Linked DNA regions of Mus musculus: regions 1, 2, 4 and 5 are each linked to region 3. Evidence: chromatin contacts called from public Hi-C, HiCAR-type and promoter capture Hi-C data. All regions are on one chromosome and are shown on one strand. The core of a region is the stretch at or near the end of the contact, and the rest is flanking DNA. Distances in the headings are between cores, read along the strand shown.

What was found. Promoter capture Hi-C pulls out the DNA fragments that hold promoters and counts their contacts. Hi-C and Micro-C count contacts between places; a contact is called where the count stands out from the background. HiCAR-type assays count read pairs that join an accessible place to other places.
Region 1: a Hi-C map of B cells shows a contact between it and region 3, with 6 read pairs. The contact joins the enhancer-like site here to the promoter of Psmg1 in region 3. A contact is called at or near these places in 1 of 39 promoter capture datasets (the 3T3-L1 cell line), 1 of 484 Hi-C or Micro-C datasets (B cells) and 2 of 115 datasets of contacts at active chromatin or transcription factors (embryonic forebrain and embryonic stem cells).
Region 2: a HiCAR-type map of astrocytes shows a contact between it and region 3, with 3 times the contacts expected there. The contact joins the enhancer-like site here to the promoter of Psmg1 in region 3. A contact is called at or near these places in 4 of 39 promoter capture datasets (the 3T3-L1 cell line, the C10 cell line, cranial neural crest and 1 more) and 1 of 115 datasets of contacts at active chromatin or transcription factors (astrocytes).
Region 4: a promoter capture Hi-C map of embryonic stem cells shows a contact between it and region 3, with 4 times the contacts expected there. The contact joins the promoter of Zbtb21 here to the promoter of Psmg1 in region 3. A contact is called at or near these places in 3 of 39 promoter capture datasets (the 3T3-L1 cell line, embryonic stem cells and erythroid cells).
Region 5: a promoter capture Hi-C map of hippocampal neurons shows a contact between it and region 3, with 2.9 times the contacts expected there. The contact joins the promoter of Dyrk1a here to the promoter of Psmg1 in region 3. A contact is called at or near these places in 4 of 39 promoter capture datasets (the 3T3-L1 cell line, erythroid cells, hippocampal neurons and 1 more) and 2 of 115 datasets of contacts at active chromatin or transcription factors (embryonic forebrain and embryonic stem cells).

What each region holds. Positions count from the first base shown.
Region 1 is chr16:94,587,636-94,590,335 of GRCm38.p6, forward strand. The region is part of intron 1 of Dyrk1a (dual-specificity tyrosine-(Y)-phosphorylation regulated kinase 1a); the gene reads left to right. Among named protein-coding and RNA genes, the nearest start is that of Dyrk1a, 19 kb to the left of the region's middle. Within about 2 kb of position 1,411, at least 98 of the 459 cell types and tissues checked have an H3K27ac peak or open chromatin away from gene starts, as enhancers often do. A contact at or near this core is called in B cells, where this site is marked.
Region 2 is chr16:94,411,141-94,413,840 of GRCm38.p6, forward strand. Ttc3 (tetratricopeptide repeat domain 3) reads left to right here. Exons shown (of 46, transcript NM_009441.2): 15 at 920-983. Among named protein-coding and RNA genes, the nearest start is that of Gm23692, 17 kb to the right of the region's middle. Within about 2 kb of position 1,276, at least 12 of the 459 cell types and tissues checked have an H3K27ac peak or open chromatin away from gene starts, as enhancers often do.
Region 3 is chr16:95,989,656-95,992,355 of GRCm38.p6, forward strand. Psmg1 (proteasome (prosome, macropain) assembly chaperone 1) reads right to left here and starts at 1,305. Exons shown (of 7, transcript NM_019537.3): 1 at 1,099-1,305. The coding sequence starts at 1,235. Brwd1 (bromodomain and WD repeat domain containing 1) reads right to left here. Exons shown (of 42, transcript NM_145125.3): 42 at 2,437-2,700.
Region 4 is chr16:97,961,368-97,964,067 of GRCm38.p6, forward strand. Zbtb21 (zinc finger and BTB domain containing 21) reads right to left here and starts at 1,255. Exons shown (of 3, transcript NM_175428.4): 1 at 1,047-1,255.
Region 5 is chr16:94,568,858-94,571,557 of GRCm38.p6, forward strand. Dyrk1a (dual-specificity tyrosine-(Y)-phosphorylation regulated kinase 1a) reads left to right here and starts at 1,349. Exons shown (of 12, transcript NM_007890.2): 1 at 1,349-1,677.

The DNA.
Region 1 (2,700 bases), core at 161-2,660, 1.4 Mb before region 3:
ACAGAGAGCTGCCAGTTGGAGCCTTCCTGGAAGCATGCCACTTCCCATCTTCTCTTGTCTTGGGTCAGGTCAGTCTCAGGGTCGGGACTGTGCAAGGTGTGGATACTGCAGTGGTGGTTGACTTGAGCCAGTGGACATTCTCTGCCATAACAAAAGGTGACAGTTTGTGTTGGCTCGTTCATGTTTTCATTATATAATATTATTTTGTGCATCAGCTTTTAGCTGTAAGTACATTGAAAGCACTATATAATAATATAATTCTCAAAATCAATTAAATGATATATTTAATTTTGATAGTATTCATACACACGTAAGGACTGAGCAGAAGTGATGATGGGTACTTTAATGGGCGTCTCAGTTCCATCTTACCCGTCACATTATGAGATAAAAGCCAGGCTGTGTAGTTTTTCAAATAAACCACCTTTTGGATCATGTTACAATCCATAAAACACCTCAGATATTCCCACAGTAACCTGTGGCTGTATTTTGTACAAGGAAAAAAAGGGCCAGACATTCTAAGACTGACTGTAATTGGAACTCGCTCAAGCTGTGCACATATCCAACTTCTAAACCGTGGGCCACAGCGCTGGCTACTTGACGGGAGACCTGAGAGATTCTCCTCAGAGACACATTCATCTCCAGCTTGTCCTTCAGCCATAGCTGTCTCTTCCAGGGAGTAAACCAGTTCCGCGTCTGCTCCTTTATAGTACAGGTTGGTGGGGGGAAGGGTGGAAGACAGCCCAGTGCCCCACCCTGTAGGCCGAAGGCATGGGATGGCTGCTGACATCTGGCGTGTTGGCTTAGTTCTGTGCTTTGAGCTGGGTACAAATAGAACTGTGTCCCTAGGAGTTGGTGGGAGCTGCTGGACAGGCATGGCAGAAGTACAAGAGTACTTTTTATCCCTAACACAGGGTTTCTCTGTGCAGTCCTGATTGTCCTGGAACTCAGTCTGTAGATCAGGCTGCCTCAAACAGCCCACCTGCCTCTGCCTGCCAAGCGCTGAGATTGAAGGTGTGCACCAGTACTGCTCAGCAGAAGACTGATTTTTTTAAACCTGCTATCTTCTATAAGAAAACTGCCAAAATGTCTATAATTTCAGAATCTGGTTATATCATAACATTGAGGGCAGAGGGAAGGAACAGACAGTTAAGAGCAGTGCCTGATGGTTCTTGCTTCTTGCAGTGCTTCTAAGTCTCCCTGGTCTGTCAGTATTCTTGTGTATAAACACCTGGTTTATAATCTTGTGATCAGTTTTTGGCATCCAGAATTTTCTTCTCAATCTTGTACTGCCTTAGAGGTGCCCTGTGAAGGAAGTTAGTTGCACTTGGCATCTAGACAGTAGAATATAGGGCCAGTGGCCACACACTGTAACAGATGCTGAAGGCAGGCGCTAGTCTTAAGGGGCTGCTGGGGTAGTTCACTCATTTCCTGTTGTGTTTTGCTCTCACCTGAGTGGGGAAGGTGCTCTGGATAGGGAAGTACGGGGACTGGGCTGCGTCCACTCTGCCCTTCCCGAGGCTTTAGAGGGTACCTTTCACTTTCTGTTATGGGATTAAGATAGATGGGCATAGCACCTGCATAGAGATGGGAAATTCAACAGGAAAGGGTCTGACCACAGAGGCCAGACTAGTCAACCAGCATCTCTCTATTCTTGGGAGGGTGGGGCTTTTTTTTTTTTTTAAGATTTATTTCATGTGTATCAGTGTTTCACGTGTGTGCGTGAATGTGTGTGTGTGTGTGTGTGTGTGCGTGTGTGTGCGTGTGTGCGCGCGCGCGCGTGTGTGATGCCTGTAGAAGTCAGGAGAAGGCATTAGATTCCCTGGAACTGGAACTATGGATGGTTGTGAGCTGCCATGTGGGTTCTGGGACTTGAAACAGTCTCCTCTGCATGAGAAACAAGTGCTCTCAACAGCTGAGCCACCTCTCTAGCCTCACCTTAGTCATGCATTTTACACAAAGTAAAATAGTTTGGCAAGTAGTGGCTAAAAATGCTAAGGATAATGTAATGAAAGATGTGTGAAGTTAATTAGAAATATACAACTCAACCAAACCTGATTCCGTGTTTGCCTCAGGAAGAGTTGTTGCAACCTTGCTTGTACTTAGACACATATTCAGTCTCTCTGCAGTGGAGGTCCTCTTCCTGGGAGCCAGCTCAGAAAACCTTCCTGAGCATTACCCAGGCTCTTGGACTCTGGGTTCTTGTCATAAATTCCCAGTTTGGCCTTGTGTCAAGATTGCCTAGGGATCTTGTTCAGCAAGTAGGCTCAGGCTATGCCCTCAGGAGACTGATGGTTCTGTCTCAGAATCTGAATTTTTAACAAGCCCCCTCAGGGTGATTCCAATGGAGCTGTCAGTAGTGTGGGAAACACTTCCTTAGAAAGTTGGTGTGTCATTTGCCTTATAGGAAAGTGCTTCTTTACCTCATAGGCTGAGAGAGGATGAAAATGGGTTGTATTTGAAGTTGTTTCATAAACTGAAAAATAGCATAAAAGCTTTAGATAGCATTGTAAAATTGAGTATCTGCCTGGTTAGCCCAGAAAGGTAAGTTTATTTCCTGTCAGAAATAAACTGGGAGGTACAGGTGGGAATCTAGGCTTCTAGAGTTTTGCATACTTGAGCAGGACTCAAAAAATGTTACCCTTTCAGTTTAACTGTTCTTGAAAACTAATCATGAGTAGACAGTTTTGATTTTTCACAGTT
Region 2 (2,700 bases), core at 26-2,525, 1.6 Mb before region 3:
TTTAAATTTTACAGGATTTACTTTGAAGTCACAGTTAATTTGTTTTAAAAATAATTTTCTAAATACTATTAGCCACTTACTTCTGTCTGTATGTCCTCTGTTTCTGTCTCTCAGCCAGTCTCTTGGGGACAAGCAGCAGTATAGTCTAGTAGCTAGGTCTCTACTGCTCCTCCTCAGTGATGCAGGTTTTCCTTCCCTGATCGCTTGTCTGTGGGGTAATGGTTACTTGGTGTTCTGCCAACCACCACCCAACTGCTGTTGTTGGGGGCCCAAGATATTTCTGTCATTTTGTTGCCCTTGGCAGCTATGATTAGCCCTTAGCTAAGTGCTGTGCTCAGCACATATCTTATGTTTAATGTTTTGGGGTTTTTCCAAGTATCATAAGGCCTCTAGCCTGACTTTGATCAGATGTCTCAGATACATGTGTCTGAGCGTTCTCAGACTTGTAGTATACAAAGCTGAATATATGTATGTTTGACTTCCACATTTGGAAGGAAATGGGGGCGGGTAGTTGATGTTGGGTGGTGATAGGTAGAAAAGGGAATTTTTTTAAATCCTATATAAATACTCATTTTGTAGATAATACAGAAAATGCCCAGAAAGTTTCATTCCAGTTATACACACCTCTAATGTGTATAACTGTGTGCTGGAGAAGCACCTAGGTATTATTCAACAACCTCTACATCAGGCACCATGCCAAGTGTCAGACAGAGGATTGTCGTTCTAGAATTTGCCATTTCTCTTGGGTCCTCATTGTTGTTATCATTATGCTTGCTTGTTTGTACAGTTAGGAGTCATGACTAGCTGTGTTTGTAGGTCTTGAGTGAATCCTATCATATTCTAGTTAAATTCTGTGTGATTGCTGATTCCTTGGCTGTATTGACTTTAAAAACCTCACTAGTTTTATTTTCACGGGCAGGTGGCAGATGAGGCTTTGAAGGGGGACGATTGTGACTGTCATCCTGAATTTCTGCCACCTCCAAGTGAGTAGTCTTTTACTCGTTGTTGCCATCCAAACCTCTGCTTGAAAGTTTGTGCAAGCTTCAGTTGGTTTTATTGTAGTTCTTCTACATGGTGATGCTTATAGTAATATTTAATATAAAAAGTAGCAACATACTTTAGTCACTGTTTCACCACTCCAGTGAAATGCCTGACTTGGGTTGGTGATAAGGTAAAAGACCTGTCTGTCTGCTCGAGATTCTGAAGGGCCATAAAGCAAGTGGCCAGTGTTGGCTTAGGTGTGCTGAGAGCTGTAGGTGGTGATGACATCAGAAGTGTGTATAAAAGCTCATATCGCAGACCAGGAAGCACTGAGAGAGAATACACAGCTGGAGCCCAGAGCTCTTCTAGGGGATTACTCATGGTGACAGAGACTTTTCTTTGGGTCCCCATTCTGCCACCCTGGGGACTTTGTGACAGTTTCAGGAAAGCATGGAGGGGGCCATGAGCAAGTCAAGAGCACTTCTTGTTCTTGGGGAGCACTCAGATTTGGTTCCCAGCTCTCTACAGTGAATTCAGTTCCAGGGGACCACATCTTTCTCTGACTATGGTCAGGCACTAGGTACTCAGATAGTGCACAGACATGTGCAGCATGAATGTATGCATAGACATATATTCATATACATAAAATAAATGAATCTTTTTTTTTTTAATTAAAAAAAAAAAGAACAGACAACATTGAGGGCTAGGAAGACGCTCAGTGGAATACACAGTTCCCTAGAGGAGCAGAACCTATGGAAAGAACAAATGCCACAGGGTTTATTACAGCGAGTCACATGACACAGTCTGGATACCCAACATCTGTCCGCACACTGGGGAGGCTAAGAGCCCAGTAGTGCTCAGTCCACAGGGCTGAGGGCCTCAGTACTCTGTCTACACCTGAAGGCCTGTAGGATTGCTGAAGAAGCTGTGTTCTCATGTTAGTGAACAGCACTAGTATTAGCATTGGTGGCGACAGTGAGATACTACAAGTTGCCAGTTTGGCAGGAAGCAAGCAGAAAAAACAAACAAGCAAACAAAAATAACAGCTTTTTCCTGGGTTCTTTTCATCTATTTATTTATTTATTTATTTATTTATTTATTTATTTATTTTTGGCTGCCATGGGAAGGGGATGCCCATGTTTACAACGGGTCTTCTCACTTTACATAATCTGATCAACAAAGTCTTTTATGAGTATCCCTAATGGCTTGTCTCCAAGTTGAGCCCAGATCCAGTCAGGTTGACAGCCAAAGTCAACCGTAAAATTGTTAAGGTGGTTCTTGCATAAGCCTTAAGGACCTGAGTCTGCTCCCCAGCACCTGTCGGAAAGCCAGACATAGTGGCACATGCCTATAGCACTGCCACTTGGGGATGGGGGGCAGAGACAGCACTTCACTGGTTAGCCAGTTCAGCTGGGTCTACAAGGTCCAGGTTTGGTGAGAGACCGTTCTGTCTCAAATGGTGGTGGAACATGATTGAAGAAGACAACCAGAGTTGACTGCTGGACTCCACACACACATATGAACCCACTAACAAAAAGAACACATTAGATATTTATTTCAAATGAGTTCTGGCTTTTCATACTTTTAATAAGTTTAATTTTGTAAATCCAGTAAATTTAATGCAAAGATAAGATGCATTGCTTGTCGTTTGAGCATTGTCTCTTACTACTGAGAATTTTATTAGTGTCTCGTCTAATTACAAGAGTCCCTGTAGTATTT
Region 3 (2,700 bases), core at 55-2,554:
AGATGGTGATGGGCAGAATGACAGTCAGATTAAGAGATTAAGTGATAGGTGCTATATAGAGCTGGATGTATAAATAGATGGAAGACAGATGAGATCGATGGTAGACATGTTACTTATAGATATTTATATGGGTAGTAGAAAGGTGCTATATTTACATATACATGGATGGATAAATAGGTAGGTGATAGAAGACAGAGATGAGTGGATAGTTGGATGGATAGATGGTGTTAGATAAAATAATCAGTGTCCTTGGTGCCCTTGCAAATGGATAAAACACTTTCTTTTTATGAGTAAAACTACTAACAAACTTCATACTAGCCTGACACACACAATGCCAGCACCCACAAGCCAGACACAATGTAAAAAGACACTAAAAGCATCTCCAACACTCCAGCCCGCAAAATGCTGAATGTGACCAAGACTTCAAACAAACGTTCAAGCATTTAGCTGTGGCAAAAGTAAGCTAAGACTGACCATCAGACAAATCAGGGCTCTCGGGAAGAGTGTGAGAAGTGAGAGGGAGCTGTCAAATGAAACGAACTGCCAAAAGTGTCTGTCGTTGACACAATCACCGGGAAGTGTATTTTAAAAATCTAGGTGAATTTGACTGTGGACTGGTATGATACTGAAAACGTGTTATTAGCAAACGTGGGGTAGGGAAGGTGCTAAGTTGCCAACACAAACATGACGACCCAAGTTCTGATCCGAGAACCCGCCTAAAAGCTCAGAATGGAGGTACTGAAAAAATAGGAGAATCAACAAAGTTTAATTATGTGCATATTTTATGTGTGGGTTTGCTCTAGAGTACAAATAATTGAGACAGCATGCTTAGGAAGACGTGTGGGGAGTCCTAATCGGAAACTCGTAGGGGTGGTGGGAGAGGAAATGAATGTGGTAAAACCTTGACCAAGGAAGGGGCTGGCGTGACCTGACTTCTGTGTCTGAAAGTAGTTTTGAAAGAAATACGGCCGACATGCGGCGTGACCTAAAGTGCACGGTGGAGGGCGAGCATCGCTGGGCTGCCGACGTCCCAGCGTGAACGCAGGGCACCCTGCAGGCCGACACCGCCTGACGCTCGCAGCCTTCCGGGAGCCTGACCTCTTCCGCGCCAGCTGCCGCCGGACCTCCCGGTCCTCCGGCGTGTCCCGCCTGCTCTGCTCCTCCTCCTCTTCTTCCTCCTCAGTCCCAGCTCTGCACGGCGCCTTCACCACCTCGCCAAAGAACGTGGCAGCCATGGTCCCTCAGCTCCGCGCGGCCAGACAGCGCATGCGCGCCGGCCCGCAGTCACGCCCCCTCCAAGCCACGCCCCCACCCCGCCTCCGAGCGAGGATACGCCTTCCGTGGGGGGAGGGGGGAGAACCTAAGAGCTTCCGGTCCGCCGCGAGAAATGTCCCGCGGCGCGCTTCCGTCATCCTGTTAACCGGGGCACGCAGCGCCCGCTCCACACCCGGCGACCCTCCTGCAAGGACCCACCCGTGGAGGAAACCCAGAGCTGCGGGTGAAGCACAGACAGCTCCAGGGTTGATGACTGCAAGCGGATTCAGAGAACATGAGTGAGGCTGCAAGGCTAGGCTTTTTAAAACCTGGCCATATGTAACTCATAGACCGTGTTTTCTACTTTAATGACAGGAAGAATGTGTGTTTCTGGTTTGTGTGCTGGAAGACAAAGAGCTCCACCGAATGCTGCTCCCACGAGAAAAAGGGTAACTGGCACCTCAGTGGGAAATAAAAACACATTCTAGATTTGCTTGTGAGGAAATGGAGACTGCATTGCCCAGGGTAAAATGTTTGGGGATCAGAGGGTCCTTTAAAAATCAAAACTCTTGGAAAGTTGTTTAAAAATCTCTCACAATGTAGAAAAACGATGCTTCAAGTCTACTGGGAGGAAAAAGCATATCAATCTTAACATACATACTCACTGGTTAATAAAAAGCAGATGAATGCCGGGCAGTGGTGACACACACCTTTAATCCCAGCACCCGGGAGGCAGAGGCAGATGGATTTCTGAGTTCAAGGCCATCATGGTCTACAGAGGGAGCTCCAGGACATCCTTTGGCTACACAGAGAAACCCTGTCTAGAAAAACCAAAGAAATAAATAAAAAGCAGATGTATACCAACTAGAACACTTTGTGTGTAACTATAGCACACACACAAGATTCTCAGTGTGGTGTCTTTAAGACTCAGATTCCAGGGTTAGTAGAAGCGAGCTGAAGAGCAGATGTCCCTGGCTGTCTCTTTGCTGGTTTCTTAAGCGGATACTTTGCTGATAAAGATACTCGATTTGATTTCTCACTCACACATGAAAAAAGCACCAACAGAAATCTGAAGCGTGTTGGTAAATCATAGGGAAGTGGTGGCTTGTCGGCACACATTTGCAGGAGGGATTTTACTACAGTGTTACTCCATTCAGTCACAATAAAGAGACCAAACACTTTAAAGGGTAAATAAAAATATGTTCCAATTAAAGGCCAGAAAGGGATTCCATTATAAAAGGCTGGACAGGATCAGACAGCAAGATGTAACTTCAGATCTTCAATTCACACTGCCAAAATTCACAGGTCTTCATTAGACTGATATATTTTCATTTCATGGCATTTCTTGAGGATATAATTGCTCAATAAGTAATTCTATGACATTTGGGATTGGACATTTAAATTTTTCATTAAAGCTCAAAATAAATAAATAAATAAACCAAACCC
Region 4 (2,700 bases), core at 5-2,504, 2.0 Mb after region 3:
AAATTTCTACTTTAACGTCAATATTTAGGGGTAAGGTTAAGGGTAATGATTAATCACTAGAAGTGGAGGAAGGTTTTCAGTGGAAACACTAACATGGATTAACCTACTTTCAGCCTCTGAAACAAGGTGGGAGGACCATGAAACAAACCCAGGAACTTATGACTCAGGGTCATGCTGATGAACAATCACCAGACTATGCTGTAACACAGATAGATGTCCAAAGATGTAGAAGCGATTGGAGTTCATGCAACACACAAAAAAATGCCAAGCTTCAAAGGGCGGCTCAGTGTCCCCCAACACCACCCCTGTGTCGGGCAACCTTAGGGAGTACCTGTTTAAGGCTCTCTGTACACGTTCTGTAGTGTGCGGTTCTCCAGAACCCAGAGCCTCGGGGGCACATATGTGCATGGTTCTTTGATTACAAGGTGCAGTCTCTGCAGAGGAAGCACTCAAAGGTGCTCCAAATAACCAAGCCAGGGAGATGGGGGAGACCCCGGCCAAGATGTGAGCTGCAGGGAGGTCTTCCGTGCTATGTCCCCGAAAGAGGGTCTTTCTCCTAAGAAAAGCCTTGGGCCCGAGGGTGGGGGTGAGGGGTCCGATAGGGTGTGCATGGGCAAACGAGGTGGCCCCAGAGGTGCTGGCTGCCAGGCTGTCACGTTCCAGCCGCTGCAGGTGTGGGTGCCGCCGCCGCCGCCACCGCCCGCCAGTTTCCCAGCCCCGCGCGAGCGCGCGCCGCCCGCCCGCCCCAGAGAGCGCGCCCTAACCCGCAGCGGCGTCTCAACGGCTATGCTGTGGCCAGCACCCCAGACGCACACCGCGGCTACTCAGGCCGCCCGGGCCAGGGTGAGCAGCTCAGCGGCCTGGAGGCTGAGCATGCGTAGGAGCGAGGGCGAGGCCAAATGCGGGCAGAGAGCATGCGCAGTGCTTGGACACGCTCGACTACGTGGGAGTCTGGGCATGCTCGGTGAGGACCGCGGCCCCGCGCACGCGTAAAAGGGCCCGACGCCCGCAACCCACTGGTGGAGGAAAAAAAGAAGAGAAATCACCTCAGAGTTACGTCAGGAAAGGCCGCGTTTTGCGGAGAGGCCGTAGTCCCCGACCGGGCCCGACGTCCTCCTAGGGCGCGGAGCGTGACGGTTACTCACCGCTCTTCAGCCCTGGGGCAGGCGCCAAGCCCCTTTCCGCTCACACTCGGCTCGCGCAACCCGCAGCCTCCACTGCCGCTGTGATTCCATCCATCTTGAATTTGACGTCATCCCACACCAGGGATGAGGTCATCGCAAGCAGCGCTCGTCACGTGCGTGGCGCTGGGATTGGGTGCCGGGCGGCTGGGGGCGGGCCGAGGGCGGGCCTGCGGGAGCGCGGCCGCGTTGGGTCCGGCGCGTTGGTGCCTCTCCGGTGAGGCGCGGGCACGAGCAGCAGAGCGTAGGGACGCCCCCAGGGTACGCATGTGGTCGCGGAAAGCCCCTGAATGCGGAATGTGGAGCTATCGGGAAAATAGCTCATCTCCATTTCTTCCTCCTGGAGAAAGCGGCAGTGAACAAGTTGGGTTCCCAGGTTCCCCTTATTCGCTCTGTGGCTTTTTCAAACACATATCCAAACCTTACCCTTTTAAAATGGTGTTGAAGCTGGGAAGGGTGGTGCATGCAAGGAATCCCATCATCCAGGACACTGAGGCAGATTTCCCGTTAACTATTCTGAACTACAGAGTGAGGCCCTGGCTCATTTCAAAACAAAAGACAAAGAACGATTAACCTTTTTCCCTGCAACACCAGTTCTCTTTTAGCCTCTTTGCATGAAAATTACAATGCCATTTGTCAGATGACTGTACGCCAAAACCAGGCAGCTGGGTAACAAATGCCAAACTACAAATTCCAGCTGTGAAGAAAGGGTCTCTAGGCCACGGAAGTTTTCTAGAGCCTGGAACATAGCAGCAGACAGTCTCAACAAGTGAAATTTCTGTAACAGACTTTAAAAATGCCTAGATCCGCCGGGCAATGGTGGCGCACGCCTTTAATCCCAGCACTTGGGAGGAAGAGTCAGGCAGATTTCTGAGTTCGAGGGCCAGCCTGGTCTACAGAGTGAGTTCCAGGACTACAGAGAAACCCTGTCTCCAAAAACAAAAACAAAAACAAAACAAAAGCCTAGATCTTAAATTAGGTGTTCTATGTTTCAAGAAGTGTGTGGTTTTCAAGTATGCTTCTGAAGGTGGGTTTTAACTACGTGAATCAAGGTGAAACAGCATTATGAAGTGTGTGAGGGATATGTGGAGAAAGGAATCTTGCAATAGGTAGATCCATTGGGGGGGGGGACAGACTCCAAATGAATAACTCTGAGTATTTAGTTTTTTTTTTCATTTCAAGACTATGCCCTTTAGAATTTCACACTGAAAGTTCTCTTCTGCAATCATTCAAGGGTTTTTTTTTTTTTTGGTTTGTTTATTTGTTTGTTTGTTTTTAATGTATTTGTATTTGAACTGTATGGCAGTTAAGCAAGAAGTGGTCTTGTAAAGAGGGATTTGAGAGGACCACACACCATTGGGCCTCTTTTTTACATGCAGAAAATCAGTATGGAGCTGCAGAGCCTATGGCCCAGAGAGAAGCCAGATTCGTTTGTTTTGTTTTGTTTTGTTTTGTTTTGTTTTGTTTTGTTTAACCACATGGAGTGCAAAGCAACCTCCCTCCAACTGTTTGCCAGCTC
Region 5 (2,700 bases), core at 99-2,598, 1.4 Mb before region 3:
ATTTAAGAATCGGGAAACCGAGGTGACTTAGGACAGGTAACAATAAAAAAAAAAACAAAAAACAACCCCCCCCCCCAACCCCCTCCGAAAGCCCTGGGGTTGGCGCTGGCTGGGCATTCCGATGGAGAAGCCGGGGAACCGGCGCCCGGGAGCGTGCCCAGCCTGGAAAGTTTCTGCGCGGCCCGCGCGCGGGCACGGTCCGAGTAAGGTGGCGGCCGCGCGCCTGCAGCCGCGGGCGTAATTCCGGAGGTGAGCCGGACGCCAGCGATCGTCCAGGCCTGCGCGGGCCCGGTCGGGATAGGGGCTCGCGACGGCGGCCTCCCAGGGCCGCGAGGTGGGCGGCTTGCCCTCCGCTTCCCTTCCTTCCCGGGCCGCGCGGGCGGGGCTGCGGGCTCGCGGCGCGGGAGCGCGCTGCGCCACGGGGGCGCGCGCTGGCCCGGCCGCAGTCGGCGTGGGAGCGAGCGCGGGGGCGGGGCGAGGCGGCCGCGAGGCGGCAGGCGCTCGCTCGCTCGCTCGCGCACCGGCAGGCCACCGCCTCGCCCCCGTCCCTTCCCTTCCCTTCCCTCCACTCCCCTCCCCCGAGCGAATCACGCGCCCTCCTCTGACACTCATAGCGGGCCCGAGCTCCGAATTTATCCTTCACGTGACCTGAGGGGGGTTGGGTGGTTGGCTGGGGGACGGAGGAGAGAGGGGAAGGAGGGAACGGAATCTGCCGTTACCCGAGCAACAGGCCCCGCCCGCCGGCTTGGGGCCGGGAGGGGCGGGCGGAGGACGTCAGCACGTCAGCCGGGGTTTTGCGTTTTGATTGACAGTTGCTATAGCGACCGGGTCGGTCCGTCGCCATTTTGTTGGTTGGTTTTTTTTTAAACCCTTTCGCTTCCCGCCCGAATAATAATAAAAAGCCCCATTGGAGTGAGGCGGGGGTGGCGGCGGCAACCGCGGCGGGGGGATCCGGGGAGACTGCTGCCGTCGCTGCTGCCGATCGCGGCCCAGGTCGGGCTGAGAAAGCGGACTCCCCGAGCGGGGGTGCGGGCGCCACCGCCGCCGCCGCTTGTGCTGCTGTTCCTGCTGCTGCTGTTGGTGCCGCTGCCGCTGCCGCCGCCGCCGCCGCCGGCGAGCGGGCGGGACCGGTGTGAGTGTGAGGGAGCGTGTGCGAGGGCGAGTGTGCGCGCGGTGAGTGTGCGCGAGTGTCTGTGCGGGATCGGGGGCGGGCGGTCCGGGCTCTCCTGGCGGAGCCGCCGCCGCCGCCGCCGCCGCTCGGGCCCCGGCGCTGCTCGCTGCGCAGCTTCGGAGCGCGCGCCATTTTGTGAGATTTACAAAAATCCTCGTCGGGAAGAAGCGGCCGGCAGCGGCCGCCACTCGGCGCCCGGCCTCGCCGCCGCCGCCGCCCTCCGCACCGGGCCGGGCCGGGCCCCGCCGCCGACACTCGGGGGCCCGGGGACTGCGGTATTTGCCGGGGAGGGGCTGTCGCCTGCCTCCCCGGCCGCGGGCGCCGCCGGCCCCGCCAGCCCGACGGACCCTGAGCCAGCGCGGCTGCGGCGCGGAGCCGGGACGCCGGGGGCGGAGAGAGGCGGCCGGGGCGGCGCTGGCTGCGGAGGCCGCGGCGGGAGCGCGGCGCGGGAGCTCGAGGCTGAGACTCACCGGAGGGAGCGGCGCGAGCGCCCCGCCATCGTCCCGGTGAGTGTCCGCCCCGCCCGGCGCGGCGCGGCCCAGCGCGCGGCTTCTCGGGGCCTGCGAGCCGGGCTCGCCAGGCCTCAAGCGGAGGGAGGGAGGGACCTGCCATCTTAGGAGCGAGCGGGCGGGCGGGCGGGCGGCCCGGGGCCCGGGGAAGAAGGCCTCGTCCCCGAGGAAAGTTGCGGCGGGTGGGACCCGCTGCCTCGGGCCGGGCCGGCGCCAGACCTCCACTGGCTGCCCGGGCGCAGGGGAGGAGGCTGTTCTCCTCCTCCTCCTCCTCTTCCTCCTCATCCTCTGCCCCCAGCTCCTCCCTCGTCCCTCCTCTCGGTCCCCACCGGCGTGCGGAGCGCCGGGGTTCTGGGCAAGGACAATGCACGGGATCAGAAAATGGGGCTGGCGGCCGGGAGGCGAGGACGCAAGGCCCGGCCGGGCCGGGCCGGCGAAGGTCGGCAGCCTGCTGCCTGCGAGGCCCAGTGGGCCCGCGCTCGGGCCTGGGGACCTGGTGTGCTCGGAAGTCGGGCCGCGAGCGCGGGCCACCCAGGGCACCGGAGGGGCCGGGGTGACCTGCATAGCAGCGGGAGGAGACTGGAATTAGAATGGAGACCTGTGTATCGCCTCAAAACTTCAACATCTATTTATAGGCTCAGACCCACTCAGGCTCCAGAGGCCCCAGAGCTGCTGAATATCAGCACTAAGCTAGAGGCCCCTCCCTACCCCGAAATAGTTAAAAATGGCAAAATTCGTGAGTCAGTGACTCCAATGACTTGTCTTGTCTTTGCCCAGCCCTAGATTATGTGACTCCTGTCGTCGAGGTGCAGCATCGTTTGCTTCTTGAGTTCTGCCAAATCCCAAGAAAATATTCCTTGTAACTGTTTGCACACTCATAGATTAGTGCAAGGCCTTTTATATATTACCTCGAATAACCTCCCAGTTGGAAATGCTGCCCATTTTACAGATGAGCAGACTGAGCCTAGAGGTGGGCAGTGACTAGTCCAAGGTCATACAGCCAGTACTCCAGGAGGCCTA